Linked DNA regions of Mus musculus: all the other regions are linked to region 1. Evidence: chromatin contacts called from public HiChIP or PLAC-seq and promoter capture Hi-C data. All regions are on one chromosome and are shown on one strand. The core of a region is the stretch at or near the end of the contact, and the rest is flanking DNA. Distances in the headings are between cores, read along the strand shown. Region 1 holds the start of Nit2 (nitrilase family, member 2). Region 2 holds the start of St3gal6 (ST3 beta-galactoside alpha-2,3-sialyltransferase 6). Region 3 holds the start of Cldnd1 (claudin domain containing 1). Region 4 holds the start of Pcnp (PEST proteolytic signal containing nuclear protein). Region 5 holds the start of Cpox (coproporphyrinogen oxidase).

Evidence for each region. Promoter capture Hi-C pulls out the DNA fragments that hold promoters and counts their contacts. HiChIP or PLAC-seq counts read pairs in DNA pulled down with a chosen protein or histone mark.
Region 2: a contact with region 1 is called in a FOXA1 HiChIP or PLAC-seq map of pancreatic cancer cells. The contact joins the promoter of St3gal6 here to the promoter of Nit2 in region 1. A contact is called at or near these places in 1 of 39 promoter capture datasets (liver) and 3 of 115 datasets of contacts at active chromatin or transcription factors (astrocytes, fibro-adipogenic progenitors and pancreatic cancer cells).
Region 3: a contact with region 1 is called in a promoter capture Hi-C map of pre-B cells, with 7 times the contacts expected there. The contact joins the promoter of Cldnd1 here to the promoter of Nit2 in region 1. A contact is called at or near these places in 8 of 39 promoter capture datasets (the 3T3-L1 cell line, cranial neural crest, hematopoietic stem and progenitor cells and 4 more), 2 of 484 Hi-C or Micro-C datasets (muscle stem cells and uterus), 1 of 115 datasets of contacts at active chromatin or transcription factors (astrocytes) and 1 of 9 other capture datasets (adipose tissue).
Region 4: a contact with region 1 is called in an H3K4me3 HiChIP or PLAC-seq map of pro-B cells, with 4 times the contacts expected there. The contact joins the promoter of Pcnp here to the promoter of Nit2 in region 1. A contact is called at or near these places in 14 of 39 promoter capture datasets (the 3T3-L1 cell line, 3T3-L1-derived adipocytes, the C10 cell line and 10 more), 2 of 484 Hi-C or Micro-C datasets (B cells and pre-B cells), 8 of 115 datasets of contacts at active chromatin or transcription factors (the 230-238 cell line, astrocytes, double positive thymocytes and 4 more) and 2 of 9 other capture datasets (adipose tissue and liver).
Region 5: a contact with region 1 is called in a promoter capture Hi-C map of liver, with 5 times the contacts expected there. The contact joins the promoter of Cpox here to the promoter of Nit2 in region 1. A contact is called at or near these places in 7 of 39 promoter capture datasets (the 3T3-L1 cell line, HPC-7-derived erythroid cells, cranial neural crest and 3 more), 3 of 484 Hi-C or Micro-C datasets (cortical neurons and liver), 3 of 115 datasets of contacts at active chromatin or transcription factors (astrocytes, kidney and liver) and 1 of 9 other capture datasets (adipose tissue).

What each region holds. Positions count from the first base shown.
Region 1 is chr16:57,166,064-57,168,763 of GRCm38.p6, reverse strand. Nit2 (nitrilase family, member 2) reads left to right here and starts at 1,432. Exons shown (of 10, transcript NM_023175.1): 1 at 1,432-1,483; 2 at 2,548-2,666. The coding sequence starts at 1,477. Gm16892 (a long non-coding RNA gene) reads right to left here and starts at 1,395. Exons shown (of 2, transcript XR_003951893.1): 1 at 1,294-1,395.
Region 2 is chr16:58,522,023-58,524,722 of GRCm38.p6, reverse strand. St3gal6 (ST3 beta-galactoside alpha-2,3-sialyltransferase 6) reads left to right here and starts at 1,297. Exons shown (of 11, transcript NM_018784.3): 1 at 1,297-1,647.
Region 3 is chr16:58,726,527-58,729,227 of GRCm38.p6, reverse strand. Cldnd1 (claudin domain containing 1) reads right to left here and starts at 1,318. Exons shown (of 6, transcript NM_171826.3): 1 at 1,144-1,318; 2 at 5-55.
Region 4 is chr16:56,028,269-56,030,968 of GRCm38.p6, reverse strand. Pcnp (PEST proteolytic signal containing nuclear protein) reads left to right here and starts at 1,252. Exons shown (of 5, transcript NM_001024622.2): 1 at 1,252-1,366. The coding sequence starts at 1,303.
Region 5 is chr16:58,668,818-58,671,517 of GRCm38.p6, reverse strand. Cpox (coproporphyrinogen oxidase) reads right to left here and starts at 1,310. Exons shown (of 7, transcript NM_007757.2): 1 at 568-1,310. The coding sequence starts at 1,090.

The DNA of each region.
Region 1 (2,700 bases), core at 183-2,682:
AGGTGGGTGCTGGGGTGCTCATAGCCCCAGCTATTGAAGGAGGAAGGAGGATCAGTTGAGCTCAGGGAGTGAGGTTTCTGTGACCTTTCCCCCCTCTTTCTACTAGAGCTGTCAATAGATCTGTCACCTTAGACCTGGCTTTGTCTTCAGTAGTTGCCATGGCTACCAGGCCACTGCAGTTTCTAATGCAAGATGAAGATGGGGTAAATATGTTAACCCTGGAAGACATAAGGCCATACTGCAACCCATCCCCACACCTTCCTCCAGCGCATACATTCTTTGTTCACCCCGCTTCCCCAGTGTTCTCAGGTTCTTGGAAGAAACAATTCTGTGATCCCCTCAGGACGATGTAGGTGCTTAGATCCAAACCCAGGTCCTTTGCAAGAGCACCAAGTGCTCTTAACCACGGAGCCATCTCTCCAGCCCTGCTTTGTCCTTTTCAAACTGCTGTTTATGGTTCTCTCTCTCTCCCTCTCTCTGTCTCTCTGTTTGGCTCTCTCTGTCTCTCCCAAAGTTTGTGAAAAGCTCAGCCCCACTGAAGACAGCTGACTAAAATTTCTTTTGGGGATCTGATCTGCAGGCTTTCTTTCCTCTTGTCAAGCTCTCTAATCCCCTTGGCTCCGTGCTCTGCAAATGTGACAAGGTATAGACTTTAACTTGCAAGCACTGCAAAGCTTAGAAAGCAATGTCACTAGCTGGGTGTGTTGCTACAGGACTCAATCCCTGCACTCAGGAGTGGGAGCAGGAGGATTAGACGTCAAGGTGAGCCTTAGCTACATAGCAAGTTAAAGTGCAGCCTAGGCTACAAGAGACCCTGTCTGAAAACCGGAAAAGCTCAAAACAAAAATAAATATTTACATAAATGATAATGAATAAAAATTAAATAATAAATACAAAGGTCAAATCGTAGAATACTGCTTAGCACCAACTCTATCTCTTTCCCCAGCCCAGTTAGGAGCAAGGTTCTGAAGTCCTGCTAGCCTAAAACAACCAGGTGCACTTCCTCAAGCCAGTCAGCATGGAGCATCGTTACCCTGGCCACTGCCATGATCTAACCTGAAATTTATGTCCTTTGTGCCACAAGTAGGACCTTTCTACCCCAGACCATTTATGGCACACTACCATAACGTAGGCTTCTCTTTTTTGACTTTGCTTTTGAAGGCCCTATATAAAGAATTTGTAATTATCACTTCTTGGTGTATGCAACCGCAAAGGGTGAGCCATTTTTAGTACGGTGCCCAGGCAAGAATGTAGACTGGTACTGAATGTGCACAAAGTCGGAGGCTTACTCACCTACATTACAGCACAGCACAAAACAAAACAGTAAAATCCTCAAAGCTCATCGAGGCTCCGCCCCTCGACCCAGCCCTTGACCACGCCCCTTCTGCGCGCGCGGCTCGGCCCCGCCTTCTGCACGCTGCGGAGGAGATTGACTGGCAGGAGTCCCTGTGGCCTGCGGTGCACCGTGGAAGAGCCATGTCTAGTAAGTGGCTCGTGGTCTGGTTGTCCAGCTCCCAGCGGGAGCGGGGTCCTCCGTGCGGCGGTGCAGATGAGCCGGCTGGGTCCTTGCGTCCCCCGGTCAGCCATGCCGGTGGCTCTTGTCACCGGTGTCCGCGGCGCGGCGAAGCCCAGGGGCGGCTGGCCGTGCGAGCACAGGCCTCCGCGCGGGGCGTCCTGTGCTGTCGGAGCTGGTCAGCTTGCGGGTTGGGTGGTGGTGTCCAACTCGTGGCTCTGACTTCCTCGCCTCACAAAGCGGTGGATAATCACACCTCACTCCGCAGTTCCTCGTCTGTAAAAGTTTATAGTTGCACTGTCCTGGCATATTCATGTAAATGTTGTTCCCGTAATAGGCCCGTCACTCGAGGTGTTTTCGTGCCCTCCGCCCCGACTTGTTCATCTTCAAAATCATTAATCGCTTTCCGGAGAAGGGGAAGCAACAAGTCTTGCACACGGAGGACCCCAGTGGAGGGGTTTTCCTGCGTAAGCCTGCAGAGGGCGCTTTTGCACCGGCCCCTAACCTGGGTCGGGACCTTGTCCATATTGGGTGGCTTTTGGAAGAAGCTAGAAACAAAACTATAGTTTTATTATCCTTTCCTGCCTCAGGAGCAGAGGCAGTCTAACTTCCTAGGGTTAGGGGAGATATTAGTGAGTTTCTGTGATACTCTGGTGACAGCTCAAGGTCTGTTAACCTGAAAATAATGCCAGGTTTTGGTTTCATTTGTTTTTATACAGATTCTGGCACTGTTCAATTAAGAGGTGTTAGGGGCTAAATGCCTTTTTTTTTTTTTTCTCTCTCATCATATTTAGGATAAGCCAAGGAATGAGCGATCATAGTTTTTATACTTTTAAGGAGAGCTTCGGCCTTCTTCAGAAGCCAGGTTTTGTCAGTGTTGTCGATATACCCCTTTAGATTGCCAGTAGTTGGGTCAATCAAAAACCATGTTCAAATACTGCCTGATATCCTGTTTGAGAATCCTGGCCCTGGGTGAACTTAGTGGGCAGATCTGATGACTTTTTTTTTTTTTTTTTTTTTTCTTTTTTCCCCAGCTTTCCGCCTGGCCCTCATACAGCTTCAAGTTTCTTCCATTAAATCAGATAACCTTACCCGGGCTTGTAGCCTAGTGCGGGAGGCAGCAAAGCAAGGTGCCAACATAGTTTCTCTGCCTGTAAGTATCAGGGCAGCCTGCCCATTCTTCAGGA
Region 2 (2,700 bases), core at 48-2,547, 1.4 Mb before region 1:
AATGCCCCTCCCCATCGCACCACTACACAGATGGGTATCCAGGGACTTCAGAGTCTGAAAAAAGGGAACCGAGATTTCCATGCCAACCTAGATTACACAGGGAAGTGCGGTCAAAAACAAATCGAGCACACAAAACCTAGGAGGTCAGGAGGAATAAAGCAAAATGCGGGTTTCATTTTGAAGATCATGAAGAGAGCATGGGAGAACTCAGCAGAAACTCTAAAAGTTTGTGGTAGTTTTCCAGAAAATTTATCTAGATGGACAAATTCCAGGACTTTTTTTTTTTTTTTTTTGACTACCCTGGTGTTCCAAGAGCCAAGCATATAATTACAAAAGCTATGTGAGTTATGTCAAAGGTAATCTGTAGAAAGGGTAAGAATCGGAATGGTTTGAGCCCTTTCCATGTTTGGATTGGAAAAACAAGTGCAACTTCCTAGGGCTGTTGGTATAATTAAGGAAAATACTAGAAGGTCCATCACACGAGTGGGAGGACTTCGCTGCCACTTGACACACTGTCAGCTTTGAGTTACACCCAGCTCCTTTCCTCCCAGACAGTAGCGCTTCTCTCCCGGAGGTGGATGGAGGTCATTTGATTGCATGTGAGTATTTGACCAGACACTGATTTTTAAAAAGCATTCAGAGCTATGCAAGTCTGAGGGCTTTCTTAATACAAACTTTTTCCTAGTGAAGGCTACAGAAAGAAAGGATAGGGAGAGAGGGAGGGAAGAAGAAAGGAAGAAAAGGAAAGAAGAAACGAGGAAAGGAGTGAAGAAGTGCCCCTTTCATTCTTTCTGAGGTAACGTCTTTTTAAAATATAAGATGAACTATATATATGTCTACACCTACTCCGCTAACACTTTTGTCTTTGAAGAGCAGAGGCAGGAAATTGTGTAGCTTTGTGAACACCTCTCCCTTTCAGCTAGAGACCAAATTACCCACTGTGTCTGATGTCACAGACAGTCCAGGGTGAAACTAAACTCTGTTGCTTTCTGCCTCCCATAAGCGCCTGAAAGGAGAGCCCCTTACAGCCTCCCGCCTTTGCTCCCGCAGCTTTCCCAACAAACCGGGGCAGGATGGGAGTGTCTTCTTGGCTCTGGAAATCAATCCTCCTACCTTGTCCTGAAGCCACCCGCCGCCCTTTCCCGGCCCTCCCTTCGCAGTGATTTTCCTGTCGGGGACTCCCAGCGAGAGCAAGCGGCTGGTGACCGCCCCGCCCTAAAGGTAGGAGCCAGAGAGCACGGCTACCGCCCCGGGGGTCTCTGAGCCCACCGGCAGCCACCGGGCAGCACTTTTCGGCAGGAACTTGGGGGCGGCGGCCACCGAGCATCTGGCGCCAGCAATAAGGAGGAGCTTCCCGCGGCGTAGCACACAGCCGCCGGGGGACCCAGAGTCCGGCGCTGAGAGCTGTAAGGGGAACGTTGGCGGTCTCAGCCTCCGGGCCACACTGCGCCTCGCTCCGCTCTGCTCCTTCGCCACATCGGGGGTAGGGGTGGAGGGAAGGGATCGCGTTCTTGTCACCCCGCTAGCTCAGGCTTCCGCTCGCCGCCTGCTCGGGACCCGATGCTGCAGACGCCACGGGACAGACAGAAGCGCGCTGCGGAGAGCCCTGTGCATGCCTCTGCGGTGGCCGAGCTCGGGCCTCGGCAGGTAACTCTGCGGCTGGCCACGCTGCGGGTCTGCTTAGCTGGGGGTGCGGGGAAGACTGCGTTCCCCGACCCAGCATGGGATTTGGGATGCTGCCCAGGCACTCCGATTCTGCAACCGCTGCGGAGTAGGGAAGGGGACTCTGCGCGCTCTCAGACCCTTCGTCCTCTGCTAAATCACCGGAGCGATGAGGGAACCTTGGGGCCCTGAGATCCTCCAGGCAGCAGGGTGTGCGGGGTGACCAGCCAGGAGCTCTCCTGTAGGGTCCCAGAGCTGCTAGGGAGAACCCAGAGAGAGTGGTGCTCCGGGGCGCTAGGACTCTGCTCTCCTGGATCGCCCCCAATCTATGCAGTGGGAGACCCACAGGAGAGCATGGTTCCTCGATCACCATTATTTCTGAAAGGGTCTGTAAGCGAGGAAGGGTGAATGAGCCTGGAAGGTTCTTTTTTACCTTACTGAGTTTTCCAAGAAATCTTTCTTGGTACAATAAAACTAAACCTAACAAAAAGCCGAGACAGTTTGTTTGGACTGAAGGGCAACGGTGAGAAAACTGCAGTTTTGGCTGCTGTGAATTTTTAAGAGAAGAGAGAAGAAACTTGCTATTTTGCGGTCGTTGCCTAGGGAGCTCTCGTGGGCTTAGCCCCTTCCTTGCGCACTGTTATTTTGATTTAAAAGAAAAATCTATAAAAAGCGATTTCTAGAAAATAAAGAAACTCCAAGTGCCTTTTAGGGATCCTTAGAGGAAGCCAGGAGAAGGGCAGCCAGGGTGTGAAGAATTGTGTTTAAAGGTGATGGGACAGGAAGGACATGGTAGGTGCTAGCCTATTAGAAACCACGTAGATTTCAAATTCAGGAGTCAAGTTTGTTTTTAAGAGAAACACCTTAATGCCATGAATAGTGGATGGTTTAGAAAATAGCAGGTCCTTAATGGCTCCAGTGCCCTGACGTGCCGACCTTCAGGCTTCTTCAGTATGCCCTCAGATGGCCATGCCTCCCTATTAGGCTACCCTGACGATTTGACTTTCCCGGTCTTCAAATCCAGAATTTCCTTCCAGC
Region 3 (2,701 bases), core at 69-2,568, 1.6 Mb before region 1:
ATACCCAAGATGCTACGGAGACAGAAGTCTTGTTCTCTAGTCTATCACCTGCATACTAAAACAGACAACACTGAAAAGGACATACACATTACAGGTACAAACAACAGACATGCCCATGGTCAGCAGTGCAGCGTGCACACCTTAAATGCAGAGTGGATTTTTACACAAGCTATAAACATGCTATGTGTTTTCAGGCTTGTGTGAGAAAAAAGACAGCAGAATAGGAAACGAAGACCCCCCAGCTTTTTTAGTGGGGAGGCTTACAATTATAAATAAGGGCAGAAGTGAGGTGTAAGTTGGAAATCAGAGTTGAAGGTGTTAACCCGAGGGGAAAGTTTAAATGTATGTCATAGCAAAGAGAGCAAAAACACCATGTTAGTTATCAATCTCCTTCAATTCAATTAAAGCTAAGCCAAGCCTCTTGACACAACCGGATTCTTCACTCCTTACTCTCCCCGCCCCCCATTCCATTACACACTTCTCAACCTCCCAAACTGTAATACTGCTCCGTATATCCTAAAATATAGCACAGATCCATAAAAACTAAATAATCCCTACTCGCAAACAGAAAAGTGACTTAGGCAAAATCTGAACACTCCCTAGGCGTGGACAGGGCTCCACGGCGGTAGTAAATGGCCGCGGTAAAATGACTCAAGGCAAGATCACGCTGAGTCAAACCCTGCCAAATGTATGCACACCGTGACAGCACCAAACCCCTCGTCTCAAGCACCCGTGAAAACAGGCTTACAAACTGGGGAGCGGAGTTTGGAAAATGGGGAGTGACTGGGGAAAAGACCGGGGCGACTACAGTCATCAATAGCCCAGCAAGTGCGATTTGTATTCTGATTCTCAAAATTCTCGTCCATCCTGGTGCTCTCGGATGACCTTAAAGGCCGGGTTCTGGAAGCTGCGCCTAGCGCAGTCACCCTGGGCCGCACAGCAGGGCCTGGCATGGGCGGGCGGAGACCGGCAGGGCTGGGCGAGCGCCCTGGGTACCCGAACCCAGCCAGCCCCGGCCCCTTGGCCCGGAGCCCCGCCCCTCCCCGCCCCGCCTGCCGCTCCAGCCCCCGGGCCTGGCCGCGCCAGCAAGGAGCCCTTTCCCCAGGTCGCGAGCCGAGCCGGCCCGCGACCCCGCGAACTCACCGCCCATCCTCTCACTCCACCGGCTTCGCCCTCCAGCTCCGACCACAGCACCCTACTCTCCCCGCGCCTCCTCTGACGTACTTCCCTGCAGAGCCCGCCCCCTCCATAACTCCCGCGCCTCCGCCTCCACCTCCACCCCAGGCCGGGCCAAAGCGGCCCTGGGCCGAGGGGCCTTGTGGGACTTGTAGGAATACTGGAGGAGAAGGGGCTAGAGCCAGAGGAGAGCATGCCTGACGACGCGCGAGGAATTGTGGGGAATGTAGTTCTCTCCGAAGAAAGAACTCTGAAGATCAGTGAGGAAAGCTGAAGTCTTAACTGCGGGATTGTTACACCTCAAAAAAGGAGGGACCAAGCTCCAGAAAGTGATGGGGGAGGATCTTTGGTCAACCATAGTCAAAGGCTTTGATTTAGCCGAGATCTAACGTCGAGTCTTCTGTTTTCCCTACGATAACACCCTACCTCTAAAAATCAGTACTACGGAGTTGATGAACTTTAATGGAACTCTACTCTTCAAATATCAACCCCCCTCCCATTTCCTACATCGTCCCTCCCATTTGAACAACGTGTTCTTCTGTTTTGTTTAAATGTAACTAAGGATCTAACTAAACTAGCATTATAACCTGATATAATTACGTTATTCTTGTTTGAAGAAATCTGTTATTTGCTCTCTACTGTAATCAAGTTCCCTGTTTGTTTCAGTTGTAAAAAACAAAACAAAAAAACAAAACAAAAAAAAAAACCCAACTTGTAAATCCGAAGGATACTAGATTTCAAAAATGTTACTTTAAAGTGTGAATGTAATATGAAATGGAATTTAGAGATCATTTTCAACAGAAAAAGTTGTGGGTAGCCTCGGAGACAGATGGCTGTGTGACATGGAAGCAATGGAATGATTCTAAGCCCTCAAATACTTCACAGGAATTTCTAAACAGGTAGAGAAGATTTTTTTTTTTTTTTTTAAGTTAGAAATCGTTTGCCTTTAGCTTGTGGTTCCGGTTCACCATCACAGGCTGTGTCTGGAAAAGGACTTCTGGCAGAGCCCAGTATCCACAAGGCATGACTAGATTTTCACGGATAGCATCAAATGAAAACGTAATTTGCCTCAGGTGTCATCTTGAAAGCTCGATGAGTGTGTAGAGTCGAATAGTGAATCCACAGTAAGACTTGTGAATGCACTTATGCAGCAGATGTCTTCATCCACCGGCCTTCATGAGACGTCTACTTCCTGAAGTAACTTGTGCAACCAATTCTGGTAAAGAGACATTTTTTAAGAAGAAAAGAAACAGCCTAAGTTTGTAGACAGAGAAACTGAAGCCCATGAAGATGAACTAACTTGGCAAACATCAACACTGAGGTTAGTAAACCAATCTTAAGACACTGGACAATTTACTTCATAATCTTTAAGATAAGATTGCCTTTGGTTTTCAATATATGGACTTTTGAAAATAGAATCTATAGATAAGAAAATGTAAAAAATGTCAGGCAGAGGACCTGAGGATTGTTAAGGAATCATTAAAGCATTATTTACAATTGAATGTCCAGTGTTTGAATAAGATCA
Region 4 (2,700 bases), core at 3-2,502, 1.1 Mb after region 1:
GAGGAATGAGTATAGAGAAAAAGAAGTAAGAAACAGATGAGGCTGTAGCATACTTGATGCATGGATTTCATTGACACTAAATGAATCTACTAAAGGTTTCTAGGAGAGGCAGGACTTAACAGGTGTTTCCAATCTGGAAGAGACGAGTCCTGTATTTTACTGTTGAGTATAAGACAAGTGCTGGTGCTAGCACAGAGGCAGGGAACGCTACAAGACAACTCTTGTGCTGTTCATTGTGTCCATGAAGGTTAAGAGACAAGACTGGCACTAGCTTTTATGATAAAACTCTGTCGGATACTTTTACCTTGAAAGAATAGGGCGATTTAACCAGCAGACAGTTTTACTCCAGACAGTTTTATAGGAGTAAAGAAAACTCCTTGAAAAACACCAAGAAGTGAATAACTTCTAATTCAAAGCAATTCCGAACGTTGAAGCTGGGCTGGGGCGTATTTTAAACGTTATTAGAGAAGGGATGAGTGGAATAGGGTAGATACAAAGCCGACATCTCCAAACTGCAGTAGAGCAAACTACCCTTCTCCGTAAGAAAGACAGCTCCTGCCCTTCGGAGTGTAGCCGGGGATTTTGTTTGTTTTTTATGTATTTTTTTTTAAACAGGTGTTTGAATATATGCAAGTGAGTGTGAACTCTTAGTAGTCGGATTTCTGGAACTGGAGTTATCAGTTAACTGTAGACCACCCAACTGGGAATTGAACTGTCCTCTGAAACAGCAGGAAGCGCCCTTGACCTCCACGTATACCTATTTCTGCTTTTAATGTTTGCTTGCTTGCTACAACTCTCACGCTGAATTTTTCACGAATGCAAAAGCCGCGGAAATTTCTTCCGCCCCAATTTCCGTAAGGCTCTACGACGTGATCTTCCATAAGTCTCTTTTCGGTGTCATTGCACAAATGGAAACGATAATTGCACACCGGACCGCACTGGACGGTGTCAACACTAAGACAGCGTCCGTTAACTGCTGACGTTTCTCTGTAAGAACACAGCCCTATCCCGTAAAATGAAGGACCAGCCGCGACCACCGCTGAGCGTGGAAGCACCTAGGATTGAACCCACCGTTCCACGATCGGTGAGTCCGTACTAACCCGGACGTGCCATCCCACCGCCCAGTCCTCCATAGCCGTCACCACACACCTCGTTCCAGCCAACGACGTCACATCCGTCCCCGTCTCGGGTTCCAGGTCCTCTCTAGGCTGCGGCCTCGCTGGCCCGCCCGAAGCTTTGTGGTTGCTGGGCGGGGCCGTGACGTTCTTGCCCGGGCTGCAGGGGGAGGCCGCGGCGAGGAAGATGGCGGACGGGAAGGCGGGAGAGGAGAAGCCAGAGAAGCCGCAGCGAGCCGGAGCCGCCGGAGGTGAACACAACCCCAGCGTCGCGGGCTACGGGGGCTACTCCGGCCTTTCTTTGGGGTTCCCAGGGCGGGTTGGGGGGCTTTCCGGCATCGCAGGAGCCGGCGGAGCTGGCGCTCGCCCGGCCAGGGGCTGGGCCCTGATGAGTGCCGGGCACGCCCGGTGTGGCCCGCGGGGGAGATCGAGGTCCGCGTCGCCTAATCAGAGAGGCCGCCGGTTACCACCGGGCGGTGCGAAGGGAGGTGGGAGCTTGGCCCGGGAGTCCGAACAGCAGAGAGCTCAGGGCCCGCTGCGCACTCAGGCCGCCGCACGAGCGCCGAGCCGCCGCGGGCACTGGCCGCATGCCGGCTTTCCGAGGTCGCCGGCCTCTCGGTTACACGTAACGAGGGTTGATGCTCTCTTTTTCGCTGCGGAGGTGGAAGACCCCAGCCCACTCTCTGCTGTATTTTCAGACATAACATTTATAAACCCTGCGATGGCATAAGTCGAGGCGATGCAGGGGAGAGGGGAATCTGGCTCAAGCAGCAAACGCTTGAAATTAGGGTTTGATTCGCTTTCTTTCCGGTATCTTTCTTAGGCTGCCAGCAGCGGAGTCTATGTCAGATATTTCGTTGGCGTGGTAGGAAGGTGTGATCTTCCTGTAATTTGTCGCGAAATTAAACTCAGATTATAGCTATCTTTTCGTTCCTCCTACCCCCGTAATTTTTGATGGTGTACATAAAGGAAAAGAAATGCGTAGTCTCTTTTCCCCTACGCCCTTTTGTCGGAAGGATAATTAGCACATGCTTAGAATGTTTTAGCCTTTCACTGTTCTGGCTTTCTTCGGGCTTATCCTTGAAATACTTAAATGTGAGAACATATAGGTTCAGTATCGCATAAAGGCCAAAAGTAGGGTCTACCAAGTTTGTTAATTGCCGAACACCCCCGCCCCCACCCCACCCCCGGTTTGAGCTAGGAGCTCATTTAGCTCTGGCTTCCTGAGTACTGGAATTACAAGCCACGGCCACTTTCTCAGGTCTCTTCCTCATTTTGTTTTTTTTTAAAAATAAACTAGTAAAATAGCTAATGATTTTAGTTCTTACTTTAGACCTTCTATATGTTAAAAGTAGTTTGAGGAAAAACTATAGCCTAAAGTATCTTGGGGTGGCCTTGAACTTAAGGTCCTTTTGCCTTGACTGAGAACATCGTTTTAAGGTACTGCTAAAATGTACCTTAAACGTCTAAAGAAATTCGTGTGTATGTATGCAGTGTACTTGCCACCCTTTCAGTTGAGGGACATTCTGTCCTGTGAATAATATTTCCATCTTAACAGTGTTGGGGTTACATTGATTATTTTATG
Region 5 (2,700 bases), core at 61-2,560, 1.5 Mb before region 1:
AATACATGACTCAACATGAATGGCATTCTAAGGAATCCTTCAAGAAATTTGATGATGCAATTTAGTAAGAACTACTGGAAGACTAATCAAATATTCCTTATATAACCCGCCAAAAAACAGTAGGGAGACTCTTGACATAGGGAATCTAGCAGACATAAAGGATCAGTGTTTCTTCTGCCTCTAATAGGGCAGGGACAAATGCACCCAGATGGATAAATAAAAAATGTGTGTGTTGGGGGGGGGGGGGGGGGGAGACGTGTTCAGTAACAAACTGAACATGAAAGCTTCACTTTGCTGCCTGCAGATGTTCTTTAACAAACCTATAGAAAAAAAAGTGCAACTATGAATTGCCAATATTTTCAAGTGACTTGTCCTACATTGTTGGCACCTCTGGGTCCACATCTGCAAGTAGAAAGCGAATGGCTCTCTCAATGTCAGTCATTCAAGTCTGTCCCTTCTGACAGATCACCCCCCACCCCCACCCCCCTGTAAAAACTGTTCTACTTTAAATCCCCAATCCTAAACTGCAACTGGTGCCCAACCAAGAAACAGGAGCTCTCTCCTCACCTTCTTTCCTCTCCCACCGGTCCACAGTGAAGTCGGCAACGCCATCTACCTGCGCCAGTGCCCGACACACCTGAGCCTGGGTCTCCATAATCATCAGCTCCATCTTGGTCTTCATGTCCTCCGGCCTCCTCCGCAGCTCCCGCAGCTCGGTCACCGGCGAGGACATGAAGGTGCTGCAGCGGCGGGCCAGCTCGTCCCCGTCCTCCTCCCGCCGTCCAGGTGAGGGGCTCCGCGCCCCCGAGCTCTTGGGCACCATCTCCGCCCGCTGCACGTGCCCAAAGGCGGCGGCTGCCAGCCCTGCCAACCCCGCCAGCGTCGCGGCCAGCCGGGTCCCCAGCCCGGACCCGCCTCTAGCCCAGGGGCCGTAGCCCAGCCCGCGGCGAGGCTGGGGACCAGCCGTGCCAGGCAGCTGGCAGACGCGGGCGGACGCGCAGCGCGGGGACGCGGCGCGCAGCTGAGCATAGTCGCCCAGCACCGCTCGCCACCAGGGGTCCGAACCCAGGCGGCCCAGCCGCAAGGCCATCTCCCGCCGGGACTGGGCAAATCCGATCCTGCAGACCCACCGGAGCTCCCAGGGTCCTGAGACCCAGACTCCCCAGCACTGCTACGTGGAGTTCGGAAGAGCTGCTGCGAGTGTAGGTCGCAGGCTGCTGGCGGGAGCCGAGGAGGCTGCTGGGAACTGTAGTCCCGTCCTATCGCCTCCTGCACTCGCCTGACCGCTCCCGGAAAGAGCAGATAAGACTGCACCCTGCGCACAGAGGTGGGTCCTGCTGCTCGCACGCGGGCCTCCTGTGCTGCCAGAGGACTGTGGAGGTGCTTGGACTGATAAGATAGGCGCTTTAGTCACGTACACCTTGGATTGCCCTGCTCGCTCACCCACAGTGAGCAAAAGTGGGGTTAGAAGGCTGACGACAAACGGGCAGAAATAACAACTCGGAGACACACCCCTTGTCTTCGTCCTGGCTGTGGGTCTGGAGGATGCACCCTTGTCCCTGTGCTTGGCTTACCCAAAGAGTTCAGGGTAGTGGGCTCCTGAGTAGATCCAGAGAAAATATTCGCACTCCGGTTTACTATCCTGGATCTCTGTTCTTCCCCATAGCCCTACCCGTTGAAAATATGAGGACAGAAGCTCACACATTTAATAGTTTTGTTCCAAGCATATATCATTGCCAGCATTATTTTATAGTATCAGAAGGGCTCATTTGCCCTTTAACTATCCTTGATGATTCTAATTTCTACTAACAAATAATAATCGAGGCCACTGGTTATTCTTTCACAAGCTTCCATTCTGGCTGTAGCAGGAATTGGAGCTCAGTGGGTATGGTTCTGACCGATATGTTCACTCCCCTGCTTCTTACACAAATGCAACCACAAACTACCTGGAGCAGCATGCGTGCTCAGGCCTGGCAGATGTGGCAGGCAAATGAATTCACGAGAAGTGACAAAGCTTGCAGAGGAGAGAAACCCTTAACTTTTAGCTGTAGTGTGCCCTGGCTGGAGGCCGACTTGGAAGAGAAGGAAAGATAAGAATTATCTTTTGGAAGGTTGCCTGGGTCTGGCTGGGCCTCCTGGTGATAAATGAAGCTCTTTAACGAAAAGGAATCTCTCTAATTTTCTGTAAGAAACTTCTCCTTTATGATCCTGCTCTGCTAATGTGAAGCTAGCCAAGAATAAGCCAAATGGGAAATTCAGGAGACTTGCCCAGACAAATAACTAATTGTGTACTTACCCTGAACAAATTGTGTACTAGCTTCCAGCCTGTTTGGATGTCTCTCTCTCCTGTTCTCTGATTCCACCTTAATCTTAATGTACAGTGCTTACTGGAATCCTTAAAAACAAACAAACAAACAAACGGATTTGTATGAGAAAAAAATAAAAGCCACCATCTTCCTAGAAGGGCATAGTGGCACACATATTTAATCCCAGCACTCAGAATGCAGAGTCAGGTAGACCTATATGAATTTGAGGCCACCCTTGTCTACTTAAAGACTTTCAGGATGGCCAGGGCGACATAGTAAGACCCTGTCTCAAAAGAAACAAAACCAGTCACACACACACACACACACACACACACACACACACACACACACACCTCTTCCTGGTAAATTACTCCCAAGTCCTATTTGTAGTATA